Regions from separate parts of the Sus scrofa genome. Here region 2 is linked to region 1. Evidence: chromatin contacts called from public Hi-C data. All regions are on one chromosome and are shown on one strand. Each heading gives the region's core, a stretch centred on a gene start, on an enhancer-like site or on the middle of the called end of the contact. The rest is flanking DNA. Distances are from core to core; before and after follow the strand shown.

Evidence for each region. Hi-C and Micro-C count contacts between places; a contact is called where the count stands out from the background.
Region 2: a contact with region 1 is called in a Hi-C map of embryonic fibroblasts, with 4 times the contacts expected there. The contact joins the promoter of COL16A1 here to the promoter of TINAGL1 in region 1. A contact is called at or near these places in 3 of 47 Hi-C or Micro-C datasets (embryonic fibroblasts and omental adipose tissue).

What each region holds. Positions count from the first base shown.
Region 1 is chr6:88,093,475-88,097,398 of Sscrofa11.1, reverse strand. It overlaps TINAGL1 (tubulointerstitial nephritis antigen-like), which reads right to left and starts at 1,749. Exons shown (of 12, transcript XM_005665158.3): 1 at 1,643-1,749; 2 at 796-1,113. The coding sequence starts at 1,105.
Region 2 is chr6:88,241,840-88,245,763 of Sscrofa11.1, reverse strand. COL16A1 (collagen alpha-1(XVI) chain) reads left to right here and starts at 2,047. Exons shown (of 73, transcript XM_021095778.1): 1 at 2,047-2,175.

The DNA.
Region 1 (3,924 bases), core at 500-2,999:
AAAGCCGAGCTATAAATTAAGACCTCTGCAGGGTCACACACCAACTGCTACTTGGGAAGTTCTCCAGTGACCCCCAACCCGGATCCCTCCTGCTTCACTTGAATACCAGCCACGGCATTCCTTAGACTCTATGCCCTTTAAATGAGTTGGGGGTTTGAAGATGGAGAGTGGGAGGTGTATGGGGAAGTCAAGGCCCAGAGAATGTAAGTGACTCCCCTGAGATAGCACAGCACTTTGGGATGACAACCCAGGTATGCCGTCTCACATCCACAGCCCCAAGGAATTGTGGGAAGGAATTCGAGTCATTCTCCTGCTGGATAAGGGCAGGTGGATGCTGATGAGGGCTGAAGGCAGGAACAGACTTGACCCACCTCCCAGGTGTGACCGGCCATCTCAGGCGTAGAGATTCCTGAGCAGAGGCAGAGGAATTGTTAAGATGACCCTGGCCAATCCCTGGGTGCTTTATCAGTCTTGAGGGTGAGTCAGCAGGCGGGGCCAGCACCTTCCAAGTCCGGAATATGGAGACAGGCAGGACTGGGAGAAAGGGCAGTAGGCTGCCTTCTCCTGGGTCAACTTAAAATCCCACTGACCAAGGCTCTTCTCATTCAGTCTTGCTGGAGAGACTCAGGTTAGACCAAAGCAGGGACTTCCCAGAGGTTCAGAGAGTGGGGTGGGGTCTCTTTCCCAGATTCTACAAAGCCTCCCCCGGAAATGTCAATGTGTCAGCCTTGCTCCTGAGCCTTGCTGAGTTTGGGGGTTGACAAAGTGACCCACCCCTGGCTGTCTGGTGCCCACCTTGGATGGGGGGAAAAGGGGGTGGCACGCCGAGGCAGAAGTCCCAGAAGTCAGGGCAGCAGTCGGAGACGGTGCGGTTGCAGAAGAGGTCACAGTAACAGGTAGCACCCAGGTAGGGCAGGGCGCAGTCATCGGCACGGCCACGGCAGCACAGGTCCTGCTCCTGGCAGTACCGGCCACCCGCATCCCGGATGCCCCGCAGGTGCAGAGCCGGTGCAAGCTCCCGGCGCCCACGACCCCGCCGGGCACCCAGGGCCAACTCGCCAGCCAGCAGCAGCAGCAGCAGCAGCCCCAGTGGACATCGCCACATGGTGCCTCCTGGGCCCAGGGAGGGCAGAGGTCAGGGGTCAGAAGTGGTGGGCAGCAGGGATTCCCTGGCACCTCAGGGACTTGATCTCCCAGCTTCCTGGGGCCATGAGCCCAAGAGGGTCCAGCAGGGACCCTGATTTCTGCTTCCCCAGGCGGGACAGGGGAGAGAAGCCACAGTTTATCTGCCTTGGCTTACAGGGGGAAGGGGCTTGGGCAAGAAATAGAGCCCTTTCCCTGACCTGTCTGGGGACCTTCAAAGACAAGAGGTGGGGACTGTGGCATTTTGGTGCTTCCCACTCAACACACACGCTTTCACCCTAGGTCTCCCCCTGTCCTGAATCTCTGACCCCCCCCTCAGCTTCCATCCCTACAGGGGTTCCCTGACTTTGTATCCTCATGTGTCCCTCTCTCTCTGTGCCCCTCTGCCCCCCTCCACTCCCCCTTCCTGTCACCTGTCTGGGTCCCTCTGCCTGCCCCCTCCTTCTCTCTGTTCCTTCTGTCTACACCCTCTCCCCTCCAGGCAGGGGAACGTCCCTACCTGGTGAGGGGTGTGGGCTGAGCCCGGCTGCCTCACTTGCCTCCGCCTCCCGGCTCCAGCGACCGCCGGACACTCAAAGTCAAGTGAGGAGCGCGGGGCGGGACCGCTTTTTGTACCGCCCCGCCCCGCCCCGCCCCGCCCAGCGCGCAGCCCGGCCCCGCCCCGCGGCGGGAGGGAGGGGCCCCGACTCTTTCGCACCTGGAAGAGCCGGGTTAACTGCTCGGCTGGGACAAGCGAGGCGGACCATGAGCACGCGACTGACCTTGCTGGGTCTCCGGTGGAAACGGTTCCCGTAGGGGGCGGGACACCAACCCAAGCAGAAAGGACTGTGGCCTGGCCCCGGTAAAGACTGTGCAGTGGGCTTCGCCGTGGGGCCGAGGGGCACGTGCGAACAAGGGAGGATGGTGCACAGTGGAGCTCCGAGTTTGGGACCTAAGTTTGGGACATGATGGGGAGGCTGTGGGCGGCAAAAATCTCTAAGCCCGTCTGTGACCCCCTCAGATAACTGCGGCCAAGCACACCCCTCTTCACAGTGCCCCCAGGCTTGGAGCCGCCCCAAAGCCTCCGTTCCTAGGAATGATTGGAATCTGGAGGCGGATGGTTTAGGACCCTGGGAATGCCTTGGGCTGTTCATCCTCCCACAGGGGTGGGGTGGGGTTGGGGATGGGGGCTGCCTCCCAGTCCTGAGACCCCTCCTTGGGTCTGCCCAGCCCAGTCTTCCTGGCACCTTGCCAAACACTGTCCCCTCTATCAACCCCACCACCACCAGGGGCATCCTTCTTGGCACCTGTCCCCCTCCAGGGTCCAAAGGCAAGAGCCCTGCCAGCTGGCACCCCCTGCAGAGATCTCCCCCCTTCCTGCCCTGGGCATAAACTCTTCCTTTGCCCAGGCTGGCCTGAGCCTCGAACAATGGGGCTTCTGTCCCGCCAGGCCTGCCATCACCTTTTACCTCTCCATTGCGCAATCCCCTCTGTTCCAACAGGTTGGGTCCTGGCCAGAGGACTCTTAACAGCGGGAGAATGAAAGAGACTCCACCTGGGCAGATCCCCCAATCCAGGGCCTAAGCCTCACAGCCACCCCCCGGGGGCTGGGGTGGGGGGGAGCTTCAAGCTTCGGGGATTCCCTTTGCCCTCGATCTGACCTCTCTGTCTTGGGGCATCCTCAGCTGGCCAGCCCCCGGGGGATGGGCAGGACCAGGACAACAGGCATCTGTGACTGAGTTGACTGAGTTGCCCCCCTGCCAGGGGGTACTGGGCAGGGAGTCAACAAGAGAACCCTGCCCTGGGCGAGGGTGTGGAGGATGTAGGAGTGGTGTCCTGGGGCCCCACCATTGACGGGAACACTTGCAGGAGCTGGCCCACCTGCTCCTTGCAGGGACCCTGGGGACTGAGAGACACAGATGAGACACTGGGGCTCAGAAGAACAGACTTACCCAAGATCACAGGCTCCCTAGCTACCATCAGGCCCCCTACCTACCAGTACCAGGCTCCCTACCTACCACCTCTCCACTCCTTTACCCAGTTACGCTTAGTCACCCACTACATGTCACAATACCCTCCTGGTCTGGAAGTTCCTTTTCATGTCTAACCATTCATGTTACTACAGGTGGGTCCCTCGTCTTGGGAAGCGGACGGAGGCTGCCTTCAGAAGAGCTTGTGCCCAGAGAACCCATTTGTGTGAATCAGTTTCTGCATAGTTCGGGGGCTGGGGGTTAGGGGGTTGGCCCAGGGGGCATCTGGCCTTTCCTTGCCCCACATCACCCCCTGTAGGCTACCTGTGTGAGTCTGCATTGTGTATTTGAGTGTGAGGTGTTTCTGCTTGAGTGTGTCTGAGTCTGCTTGTCTCTGTTACCTGCCTGCAATGTGCCTACGTATCTGTCTGGATGTCACCTCTGTGTGGTCCTGGGTCTGCCTCTCTGTCATTAGTGTACTGTCTGCCTGTATTTGTGTACCTGTTGCCTGTGTGTCTGTGTGTATAGCTGTGTGACTGTTCCTGTCTCTATCTGTCTATCTACTGGGTGTCTGTCTTGCTAGGTGTCTGTGTATCTGTGTAGGTGTCTGTTTGTGTCTGTTCGGGGGTTTTAGCTGGCTGCCTGTCTGTCCGTGCAAGAACAGAAAGCAGAGCCAAAAGCATGGCTCCAAGGCCCCTTGTCATCACCACGTTTGGTGCAGAGCCTGTTCCAGTGGAATCTTGTGACTCACTGGGTTCCTCGGCCAAAGCAGAGAGGAAAAGGGCAGGGCTATGGGGGAGGGCCTGGAACCCCACTTTCCTTTTCAATGGCC
Region 2 (3,924 bases), core at 798-3,297, 150 kb before region 1:
AACTCAGCCATTCCTCTGCCATCTGGAGGCACTGAGGCTAGTACCCCAGGGCTTGGGCTTCAGCCTCCCCAGATGCTCTACCCACCCTGCCCGCCACCCCAGCTCCTATTACCTGTCAGGAGAGGGGCTGCCGAATGCAGATCCACACCATTCACACCACCCCCACGTCTGGCCCCTCTGCAGCTGGCTGCGCCCTCTCCTTCCTCTACCCACATCTGCTGCCCACTTCTCTCCATCCCTTGGGGAACACAGTCAATTCCAGAAGGCTAGCTTTTTCAAAAGTCAGGATGAGCCATCAGACATCAAGCAGCTTTTGTGTTCAGCCCTGCACAAGTTCCCTGAGGCTAGAAAAATCAAATGGCTAGGATACCAGCTTGGAACTGGGAGGGGTACAAAATAATTAACATATCAATAGATAATTCTGCCACAAAAGTGGGTAAGTGATGAGAGACCTGGGCACTGGGTCCTGCGGGAGCTCAGAGAAGGGGTTCCTGACTCCTGCCCAAGAAGGAGAGCAGCCAGATGGAGTCCTGAAGACAGCAAGGAAAAGGGAATGGCCGGTATGAAGGCTAGAGCCAACGGGTGTTTGAGGGACTGAACATTGCCCTGTGAGAATAGCTAGGACTGAGGAGGTGGGGCTGGGTGATAAAGAGCCTCCTGAGTCCCAAGCCAAGGTTTAGAGTTCATTTTGACCAGGGGAAGCCACTGGAAGCTTTTTTTTTTTTTTTTTTTTTTTTTTTTTTTTTGTCTTTTTTAGGGCCACGCCCGAGACATATGAAAGTTCCCAGGCTAGGGGTGTTACCAGAGCTGTAGCTGCCGGCCTACGTCACAGCCACAGGAACGCCGGATCCTTAACCCATTGAGCGAGGCCAGGGATAGGACTTGCATCCTCATGGACACTAGTTGGGTTCATGACCGCTGAGCCATGATTGGGAACTCCCGCCACTGAAAGCTTTGAGTCAGGAAGTGACACAAGCAGATCTCTGGTTTAGAAACACTTGGTTTGCTAGTAGTAGAAAAGTGGATAGAGAGAGGGTAAAATTGAAGGCAGGGAAAGCAGTTGGCAGGAGTTGCAGAAATCCAGGCAAAGGAGAGAGGCTTCCTGGACCCTTGGCAGTGGTGGTGATGGGCAGAAGCTAATATCCATAGATAATGAGGAAGAAGAGACGGGACTTGGGGGGAAGATCTTCAAATGACTATGGGAGGGGGCGAATCCCTGAAATGGAGCAGAGCAGGATGGTTGTGTGAGGGTGCCAGGAAGGAAGAACATCCAGGGAGAGGAAGGAAGAATTAGGGGTACAATGGACGCCACCCCCCACCCCATCTCTGCATCCCGCGATTCCCAAACTTCCCACTAGATGGAGGACTGGTGCTGGGAGACCAGTCCGCCTCCCATCCTCTGCCCCTCAACCCCCGGTGGGATGGGCCTCCACTTGCGCCTCTCCAAACCCCGCATCGCTGAAGTCGCCAGAAGGGCGCATGTATTGGGGGCCAGCAGTTGCCCCCACTCCCCAGGAATGTGCCCTCAGTCTCTAGGGCACCCAGCAGTAGGGGCAACAGGCCAAAGACCTCTGCCCCAAGTGCCCCCGTGCCCGGCTTTGTGCCCGCGTATACAGGGGTGCTTGCATACTCGGGGCTGCCTCCACCGCTTCAGCCTCCAAGACAGCCTGGCTTCCACAGACAGATACGTCCTCAGCTTTAGAGGCCTCCCCGTCAATGGCGCCATTGTTACTCCCTGACGCTCTCTTCCCCGACCCCGCGCTGGAGGAGGAGGCTCCCGTTCCCCTCGCTTCTGTCCCGGCCGCCAGAAGAGGGGGCCAGCACCAGTCCCAGGCTGTTAGAGGCCAGGGATCCAGGCCTCTCTGGACCCTGGGGCCAGGATACAAGGTTGGCTCTGGGCGGAGCCAGATAGGAGGCGGGGCCTAGGGTGGAGTCAGGGAAAGGCCCCCGGGTGGTGGGTGTGGCCCAAGGCGAGCTAGGGGCGTGGCCGATGGGGGTGGGGTGGGGATTTCCCGAACCCGGTCGCATCCTCCCCTCACCCTCCGCACAGCCCTCCAGCCGCTCCACCCTCCGCCCCAGCCGCTGCGGTCGCCCGGGAGCCCCGCCCGCTCTGGCCCTCAGTCCAATAGCCAGACAGACCGACCGTCGGAAGGCTCCAGGCCCCACTTAACAAAGGTCTTTTCTCGGGAGGCCGCGCCCAGCTCCCTGGAACTGCCAGGCTTTGAGGAGCGGGAGGAGGAAGGCGGGCGTGGGGGATGGGGAGGGAATGCATTTATTGGGCCTGCACCTCCACCCCACCCCCCCGCCCCCCGCGATCCCAAGGGTGTCCGTTCTTTTCTGGATAGACAGCTGGAGGTTCTGGGGCTCAAGCCCCGAACAGGAGGAGCGGGTCAGACGCCTGCACCGCCACGAGGCCGGCGTTTCTTCCCCTCTGCGCTCAGGCCTGGAGCAGTCTCTAAAAATAGACCGAGGCGCGGGAACCTGCCTATCCCGGAGGGGGTCTGGGAGGCCTGAGTCACCCTGGCGGGAGGGCCTCCCCCGCTACCCCCCATCTCGGGAGCCGAGGACGCCTTGACGCCCGGCCGGGCATCGCTCCGATCCTGTTGGCGGGACTCTGCGCTCTTGGCGGTGCCTTGTCCCCCCTCCCAGGCCCGGGGAGCAGTCCAGGCGATGGCGGCCCAGGCCGGGTGAGCGGTAGCCGTCACAGCCGGGAAGGATTAGGAGGTTCTGGTCCTGATTTATTTCGTTGTTTTTGTGCGTCTGGCGGCAGCCCCCCCCCAATCCCCCGCCCGCGGGCGGGACGGTCACTGCTACACCTGCCCTTCTTCTCCCACCCAGGCCCATGGAGATGTTCTAGGCTTCTGGGTGGGGACCTGGGCTCAGAGCAGGAAAACTCCCTAATTTAGATCTTAGAGGTTTCGGAGTTAGCACCCCCAACAGAAAACAGTTCCAGAGAGAGGAAGAGGCCTATTATGACACAGCAGATTGCGCTGTAACAACCCTGGATTCAAATCACAGCTCTGATTCTTAGCAAGCCACTTCTTAGGGTCTGTTTCCTTACTGTGAAGTGCTCAAGTTGAGGAAGACAACTGTTCACCTGTAAAATGGGAGTAATGATAGGATTGTCCTGATGAATAAAATTCTTTTTTGATTTTTCTCTTTTCTTTGGCTGCTACCCATGGCATGTGGAAGTTCTCAGACTAGGGATCGACCTACACCACAGCTGGGGCAACCACTGTGTCAGGCCAGGGATCAAACCAGGACCCAGCCACTGCAGTTGGACTCTTAACCTACTGCACCACAGCAGGAATTCCTAAAATTCTTTTTTATTTTTATTTCATTTCATTTTTGGGGGGTCTTTTTGTCTTTTTAGGGCTGCATCCATGGCATATGGAGGTTCCCAGGCTAGGGGTCTAATCAGAGCTGTTGCTGCCAGCCTACGCCAGAGCCACAGCAATGCCAGATCCGAGCCATATCTGTGAACTACACCACAGCTCACGGCAATGCCAGATCCTTAACCCACTGAGCGAGGCCAGGGATTGAACCCACAACCTCATGGTTCCTAGTCGGATTCGTTTCTGCTGCACCAAGACAGGAACTCCATTAAAATTTTTTTTAAAAAGAAGCAATGGAGTTCTCATTGTGGTTCAGTGGGTTAAGAACATGACATAGCATCTGTGAGGATGTGAGTTCAGTCCCTGGCCTTGCTCAGTGGGTTAAGGATTGGGTGTTACCGCAAGCTGCAGCATGGGTCCCAGATGCGACTCAGATTTGGTGTTGCTATGGCTGTGGCATAGGCCTGCAGCTGCAGCTCCTATTCGACCCCTAGCCTGGGAACTTCCACATGCTGCAGGTGCGGCAGTAAAAAGAAAACATTTAAAAAATAAAAATAAAAAACAGCAGTGACATGTTGGGTGTTAAATA